Linked DNA regions of Manis pentadactyla: region 1 is linked to region 2. A link is a contact called in public Hi-C data. All regions are on one chromosome and are shown on one strand. Each heading gives the region's core, a stretch centred on a gene start, on an enhancer-like site or on the middle of the called end of the contact. The rest is flanking DNA. Distances are from core to core; before and after follow the strand shown.

What was found. A called contact is a pair of places that touch in the nucleus more often than the background predicts.
Region 1: a Hi-C map of skin fibroblasts shows a contact between it and region 2, with 5 times the contacts expected there. The contact joins the promoter of LSG1 here to the promoter of XXYLT1 in region 2. A contact is called at or near these places in 3 of 3 Hi-C or Micro-C datasets (blood, fibroblasts and skin fibroblasts).

The regions. Positions count from the first base shown.
Region 1 is chr1:123,236,094-123,240,155 of mManPen7.hap1, forward strand. It overlaps LSG1 (large 60S subunit nuclear export GTPase 1), which reads right to left and starts at 1,971. Exons shown (of 14, transcript XM_036875366.2): 1 at 1,818-1,971; 2 at 233-359. The coding sequence starts at 1,916.
Region 2 is chr1:123,712,182-123,716,322 of mManPen7.hap1, forward strand. It overlaps XXYLT1 (xyloside xylosyltransferase 1), which reads right to left and starts at 1,496. Exons shown (of 5, transcript XM_057501364.1): 1 at 875-1,496. The coding sequence starts at 1,378.

The DNA.
Region 1 (4,062 bases), core at 721-3,220, 480 kb before region 2:
AAATGTTTTTTAGAGCTAAATTTAGAACTGGCACATTTTGTACCTCACAACTTGAATTCAACTGGACCTTCCCACACTGCTTCTGGGATATCTATCTGCCTTTGGGTTAAAGACAGCTTGTTTATGAGTATAGTCAGGTCGGAAAAACACTTCCAAGTACACTTTTTTGTATCTAATCAGCAAAGATAGAAATGTTACAGGTATCACATACACTCAGTGACAGATGACTTACCAGCTACAAACTCTGTTCCTGCAAGTTCTGCAGTTGCCAGGAAGTCATCAAGGGAGCTCTGTTCAGTCACAGACTGAAGATTAAGACGACCCCAGTCATAGCCATCATTGAGTTCACTTGTGTGCAACTATGAATAAAACACAGGGTAATAATACAGCTGCTGTCGAACACCCAAACTCTACACTCCCAAGGAACTATTCTGTGGCCTTGAGAGTGGTGTCAGTCCCTTTAGAGTCAATACTAACAATAGTTGGTGACATTCCACTCATTATTTCACTTAATTTTTGAAACTTTTTTGAAGCAAATTTTATTGTATTTCTATTTAACTGATGAGGAAACAAGCTTAAATAGATAAAACAACTTTCCTCAGTTGCAGCTAATAATCGGCAGAGGAAGAATTTGAACCCAGACTCTCTAGGTTCAGCCATAGTCAAAAATTTTTGATGGAGGTCCAGAATAAGAAATACATTTTTCATAGTGACCCAAATGCTGTGATACACACAGTGAAAAGAACGTGTACCATTCAGTATAATAAAATGGAAGCAAAAGAATCCTGAAACAAAGTTACCTTACCTTGCTATGTAATACTCTATGGTATTTTGAATTCTATTGAAACGAGATGATGTCACCTACTTAACTGATATCCAGACACAAACCAGAGTTTGATGAACACCATCCTAGCTACATACTCAATACAGGTACAAATAAATAAGAAAACTGAAGGTTAAAAGATGAGGTGGTTTGCCCAAGGCCAGGGAAACAGAAAAATCAGAGTAAGGATTAGAATCCAGTTCTTTAGAATTCCTTTGCAATCTTCCCACCACCTCCTAAAGGTTACATTAATAGCAAGTTGCTTAAAAATCAAATAAAGTTATCAGTAACCTCATGTCCAGAGAGTAACTGTGTTCTTTTGAATATAGATGCAACTGTCTGCTCTGCTTATTATATAGATGGAAATCAGGTGGTGTGATAGTGGCTCACAACACCAGGGACATCTTTGACTTTAACACAGACTGATACTGAGATCTTAGTGAGTCTCAAGCACGTGGGGTTATGAGTGGCCAAAATAGCAAAAACAAGTAAAACTATGATCATCCCTAGGGCCAGGGATGTATCAGGCGGACCCGACACATTTTGCAAATGAATCGCTCATCTTGGAACGAAACCACTAGGGAATAAGGTTGAAGCAGAGATTTATTTTTATTTTTCTAGTAGTAACCAGCCGCTGTTGAACGGTCAGTTCTTCGAACAAATATAAAAAGAATAAATTTCCTACTCAAACGCTCCCGTGGCTTATAAGGTAAGTTATTATCTCGACGTTCAAGACCCTTCAAGATCTCACTTCAGCCTTATCATCACATGCCCTCAAGCCTCCACTTCTGTGCCCATGCCTGGCTAAAAAGAGGACCTACCTATCTGTGTGGCCATACTCATCCTGCAACTTAGCCTTACTCATCCTGCAAACCCTATTTAGGCGTCAATTTCTCCGGAAAATTTCTTCATGAGCTTTGACCCCAGGTTTTGAAGCATTCAGATTCGCATAACTACACAGAAAAGCTCAGAAAGACGGCGATGTCAGTCTTACCCAGGAGTCGGTGTGCCCGTGACTACGGCTCCGCTGAGTCTGATGGCGGATAAGGGCCCGACCCAGGGACCCACTCCCCGTAGCTTTCCTCCGACCCATTGCCACACACGGTCGCACGAACGTTCTGCACTGAGACCGCACGTTTTCCGGTTTTCAAGACTGGATCCCCGGAAGTGACGTTTGAGCTAGCCCAAGAAATGAAGACACGAGTTAAAGATAAATGGAATAACCTGAACCAAACTGCCTTTATATATCTCGCATTTGCCAGTATTATAGAAAATAAATGTAAAAATGGCCTGAGAACTTAGTTTTCTATGGATATCTCTGTGATTCTTTCATATTTGGTAGACTGATAAAAGAATGGTAGCTTCCAGATTTGTGCATCTGTCCTTAGCGTCCGGCGAGGAACTGAGAGCGATGGAAAAGATGGCTGATTGTATTCTCTGTAGTAGCCCCCGCCTCTCGGCTGTTTTCGTCCCAAGGAAAAAGTATACTCGGGTAAAGTATATTTCTGCCACGCGAGGTGGCGCTAGTTCTCCGCCAGCGTCCCAAGGCGCGGTCAAGCCCAGCAATTAAATAGCTTTTTGTGTACTTAAGTTTTCTCGATTTGCGAAACCGTAAGAGTAGTCCCTGTCTGGATGGTACTTCTGAATGGAAGGATGAATAATGTTTGCAGAGCTTGACAAGTTTGCATGGAAAACCAACAAGATCTGACTTAAATGCTTTATTTCAAAAAAAATTTTTTAAAAAGGTTTATAAGTTGCACTTAGAATTGTTACTTAAAATTTCCTACAACTAAAGTGTTAACATCTGGCTCCACTCTTACGCCTGGGCTTTTGTGCCTAATTATAATGGGAATATAAAAATTTGGGTTAGAGTTATGTGGGTTCTGGGCGTTTTACCTACATGTCAGTAACGCGGAGAACCACCTTAGTGTTAACTATTCTCAGAGAGAAATCAGGTTGCCCAAGTTATAGAATAGAATGTGCGTGATGTCAGGAGTCAAACCCAAGTTCCTGCAGAACAGGGAGAATGAGGTTTGTTCGTACGTATTTTAGAACCCAGTGCTTCTCAAACTTTAATATGCATATGAATCCTCCTGGAAATCTCATTTGCGAATTCTGACTAATAAGGTCTGGAGTGGGACCAGGGACACTACTTCTAACAAGCTTGCAGGTAATGCCCATGCTGCTGGTCTGGTCCACGGGCCACACTTTGAGTACCAGAAGTCCACTCCCTCTGGTGCAGATGAAGGCACTGAAGTGGACTGGCTAAAAGTAAAGTTAGGGCATGCAGAGCTGAGACCATACACCACCCATCTCTGGATTCCCTGCCAAGCCTATTGTGTGCTACACCTCACTGCTGACTCTTACTGAATTGGAGTGAACGTTAGGAAATACCCAAGGGATTGCTGACAAGCAGTGTAGTAGCTGAGGAACCTTTGGGAAGGCAGTGCTCATAGACCTGCCAAGGATTGCATCAGAACACAGTTTCTCCCATTTCCCAACTTAGAAATAGTATATCTTAAAAACTTAAACATAATCTCCAGAAGTAAGATATGGAAAAGACCCATGGAAGAGAATAAGCAGACAGTTCCTGGCATTCTTTTGGCTGAGTGCTTAAAGATAAAACTAATTTATAAAGTTAGATTAAATGGATTTTACATTCTCATGACAGCAGCAACAGATGATATAAAGACACCTGCCATCTTATCCTAGAGCTCAAGCAGTAACGTGGAACTTCACCCTTGTTTTCTGTTCCAGATTGTGTCACCTCTAGAGATTTAGAAAAACTAAGCACTTTGGGTTTCTACTGCCATTCTTCTCATGGACTCCAAAATATCCTGACCAAATCAAGCCTTGATAATTAAGTCAAAACTGGTGGGGAGTCAAAAAGGACCCCAACATTGTAGGATTAAAATAGCAACTTCTCTTAGCTGACAAATAGGGTGTAAATGATTCTAATGTTCCCCCTAAGGCATTCCTTAAATCTACCATCAAAAAAGAACTAAACCTCAAGTTTTCTCATCTTAATGGGGATAATAATAATCTCTGTCCTGCAGAGATAGCAAATCTGATAGTGCTGCAAGATCATTGTCCAGTAGTTTGTGGGATACCAGTTTTCACAGCTGAATAAATACAGGTGAGAATCCATACATATAATTGATCCATGTTGAGGGATTATAAGGCTAGTTTATTGAGATGGGCAAGACAAAAGGGAATTGAGGTGATGATGAGATCAAAGC
Region 2 (4,141 bases), core at 246-2,745:
ACTGGGCACACATACTGAACACTACTCTTGCCTCACTGCTCGTCTCCTCACCAACATCCATCTCCATCCTTTAAGTTCACAGACTACTTCTCCCAAAAATTAGACCTTGGATCCTCTCTGTACAACTATGAGGTCAAAAATGAGGCAAGCTATTTGACTGCGGCAATTCACACTAAGCTAGGAACCCAAGCTTTGACAAGCAGAGCCAGTAGGTGAAGGAAGAGGTGGGAGCTGCCACAGAGGCAGGCTGGTCCAGCCTGGGACAAGGTGGCTAGCTCTGCTCTGCTCTCCCCAGATCATATCTGTACCTCAGAACTGTCTCTTCCTCTTGTAGAGGAACCTAAATGGGTTCATGACCTTTGAGGGAAGTGGAGAAGGGGACACAGAGAGGGAAGGAGATGGCTCACATGCCTGGGCTTGGGCTTGACTAGTTGCTGTAAGAAATGTCACTTCAACTTCAACTGCCTCATTAAGGCCTTATCCAGCACACTCTGCACAGTGTAACTATTTGTGCCTTCAAATGACCCGCTCCATTCTCAGAAGTCAAGAGAAAAGAGGTGCAGACTCTGAAGGCTTTGCTGAATCCTACAAAATTAGCAAAGAGGAGGCGTGCCAATTCTCAGTTCTCGAGAGGGGCCCCTTTTGCGGGGAGGCCTGGTCAAGGTGGTGAGTTAACCTCACGGCTCCACTCTTAGACCAGCTGAGTGCGTCTGGCTCTTGGACCCGCCCCCAGACGATGCCTCCAGCGTTGGCAGTGGGCAGCGCAACGAAGACACCCACCTCCAGACCCCTGGAGCCTGGCCTGGTGCGCGCACTAACCGCGCGGGACGAGTGGGCCACTCCCCAGAAGCTCCCAGCTGTGGCCCCCACTCACCTTGCACTTGAAACCGGCGGCGGGCGGCAGCAGCTCCCGCAGCAAGGCCTTGGCCACCTCGCGGCTGGCCTCCTCGCTCACGAAGTGCATATTAAGCACCTCGTGCGCCTCGAACTTGGCGAGGCGCAGCAGAGAACGGAGCGCGACGCGGGCCTTGGCCTGCAGCGCCGCATTGTGTTCCGCCTTGGTGAACATCATTAGCAGGTGGTAGTCCACCGGCCCAGTCCCGCCGCCGTCCAGGCTCTTGGCCTTGGCGCCCGGGGCCGGTGCCACAGAGCCCCGCGCCACCTCTGGCGCGGGCGGCGAGGGCGCGGCGGGGGCCCCAAGGCGGGCCTCCTTCAGCCTCTTGGTGGCGCTGGAGAAGGTCTCCCGGCCCGAGCCGAGGTAGTAGAAGGCACAGACAGCAAGCGCCGCGGCTAGCAGCAAAGCACAGTAGTGGGATCGCACAGCGCCTAGTCGCGCCATGGCCCGGGAACATGGGGGCCAGCCTCGAAGGAGACCCATGCGCCACCGGCCGGCGGACCCAGCAGTGCGGGATGGACCGAGGAGACTAGTAACCCGGCAGCCACTTAGTCCCGGCGGCGGGCAGCGGCCATGGCGGGGGCGGAGCCTCGCCTCCCCGAGCCAATCCGAGGGCCCTAATGAGCGAAGAAGCGGAGCCAGGGCTGCCCGGCAGCCACTGGGTCCTAGATACAGAGGATTTAGATCAGGGCTGGTAACCAACGTTCGGTGGTCTGAGTAGCCGGTGAGGACTTAAGATTAGGGAAGGCCCGAGCGCGGCACGGTCTATGAACACCGGCCTGCTTCAGTGCTCAATCCCCAGATGTTAGAAACCGAAGCTGGGCCTTGAAAGGAATTGAGCTGCCCCACTCAGGGCGTTCGGTTAGAAAAAGACTCAGCTGGACGCACAAAGAGGGAAAATTTTTATCTCTATACCACTTTTATCCTAATTTCTTGGAGGCTTTAAGCCCTCTCTCAGACTTCGTTAACATCTGGGAGGCCAGCTGAGTCTAAGGAATTTAAACTAGCAAGTTCCTTCCCCATTCACTGTAAAGTAGGAATGACACCTGGGGGGGAAATCGCCTGCCCACCTCACTTGGCACTTATGTGGCCAAGGAGAGGCAAGCTAAAGGATGAGGCAAGCTAAAGGATGTGTCCAGCAGGGGGACCCCGCTACCCCAAACAAGGATAGTTCAGAGCCCCAGGGGGGTAGGGTAACGCCAGAGATTGTGATACTAATTTTTTTTTTTTAACAAACTTTTAGCACCTTAAAAGAGCCTTAATGTGTACCTGGGAGTTTTTCAAATTCCTAACTTTGGCACCCTAAGGTAGCCTGCCCAAGATCACACAGTGGCAGTTTTGACCCTAGATAGTTGTACACTACCAACTACATAAAAAGCTCATTAGCTTCCAATCTTCCAAGGACTGATGATGTACCATAGTGTTTAAGTAAACGTGCACAAATGGTCTGCCACGCCATTATTTCTCAAAGTGTGATTCCCAGAATCACAATTCATCTGTTAACTTATTTTCAAATGGAGCAACACTTTTCTGAAAAAACACAGGACCTCTGAATCAGGTTTAGCAAGAAATTCAGTTCATACTGTCCACCTTGAAAAAAAACAATAAGCAGAATTAACTCATTTGAATAACAGGTTCTTACTTGAGTTTATTTAATGCTCAAAATTCTATGAGGTAGAGATACTATTTGCACTTTATAATTGAGGAAATTGAGATATAGAGAAGTAAATTGCCCAAATCTAGTTGGCTAGTAAGTAATGGAGCCAGGATCCCAAGCCAAGTCTAAGTGCTTCTAAAGCCCAAGCTCAAGATTAGCCCTGAAAGCAGCAACCTAAGCTCTGAGTTGTGTGTTTTACCACAACCTTGAGCAGATGACACTGTGGTTAAGAGAGGAAGCTCCCAAGTGAAGAGAGTTGGACTTCAGGCTAATAGTCCAGCTCTACCACAAGTTAAGACTTCAGTCAAGTTATTTAAAAACTCTGAGCTGCAGTTATACCCATAGGTAAAATGGGGCTAATCCAAGTACTTAATGCCTCACAGATTATGAGACAATAGATAGTTAACAGTGTAAACTATGCCAGAAACATCAAACTGTAAAAAAAAAGTCTAAGTACCAACAAGTACCAAACAAGTATTCAACAAGTACCAAAATGTAATTTAGCAACCATAGCTTTTCAAGATTTACAAATCTCCATTAAGACTTTATTACACATTATACAGAATTCCCACAGCAGTGTTACAGATGTATTATTACATTCTAACTAGTTCGTTAATAATGGAGAAATAATTCTGTAATTGCACCTTTTAGTTCCTCCACCTACACCATCAACAAGGTGGGTTTTTTTCCTCTACCACTTATTCTAGAATTTAATAAAGAAATATTTTATTTTTCAGACCTTTCCAATATCACTACTCCTGGAACTTATGGGTAAGAAATGAATAATATGATGATTTAAATTTTACCTACAAAGTCGGTAGACACACAGGAAAATATTCAGAAGACTGGTCTTATCTCTAAGCAGTAGTTTCTTCATTCTCACTCAACTCTTTGGCTATGAAGAAAACTAATGTTGCAGCTTCCTGAAATACATTGCTGACTGGAACTAAAATAGTCAGCTGAAGGTAGCTAGTCATTTATTCAATAGACACCAAGTGACTATACTACATGCCAAACACTGTAGCACCTGGGGATACAGTAGTGAAAAAAAACCAAAAATCCCTGCCCTCATAGAGCTTACATTCCAGCAGCAGAAAACAAGAAAAAGTACGTAGTGTTAGGTGGTGATACGTGCTATTTTCTCAACTTAAAATAGGTGTATCTGGGTGTGTAATAACATGGCTAACTAGACAAAGAACTTTGGTGAACATAATAATCCTTCAGTGCTAACTAACTTTGGTCAAGTTCTTTGATTTCTGACCAGGGCTTAGAGGTAATTGGTTTTTCCTGTTGAGTAACTTCTACATCTGTTATGTTGGATAGATTATCATGGGGACTGTTTTTGTACTGACTACTATCCAATACTGTCAAGGATAGAGAAAATTTCCTCTACAGCAGATTAGTGTGTATATTGGTACACCTTTTCTGGAGGGCACTTTGGCAATACTAAAATCTTTTTAGCCTCTTAGAGAAATTCCAGTTCTTTCTCCCAGCTAAATGAATGCTTCTCCCTGAGAGCACGGTTCTCAAACTTCGTTTGGCATTGGAAGTACTTGGGGAGCTTGGTAGAAACAAAGGGTCAGGCCCTG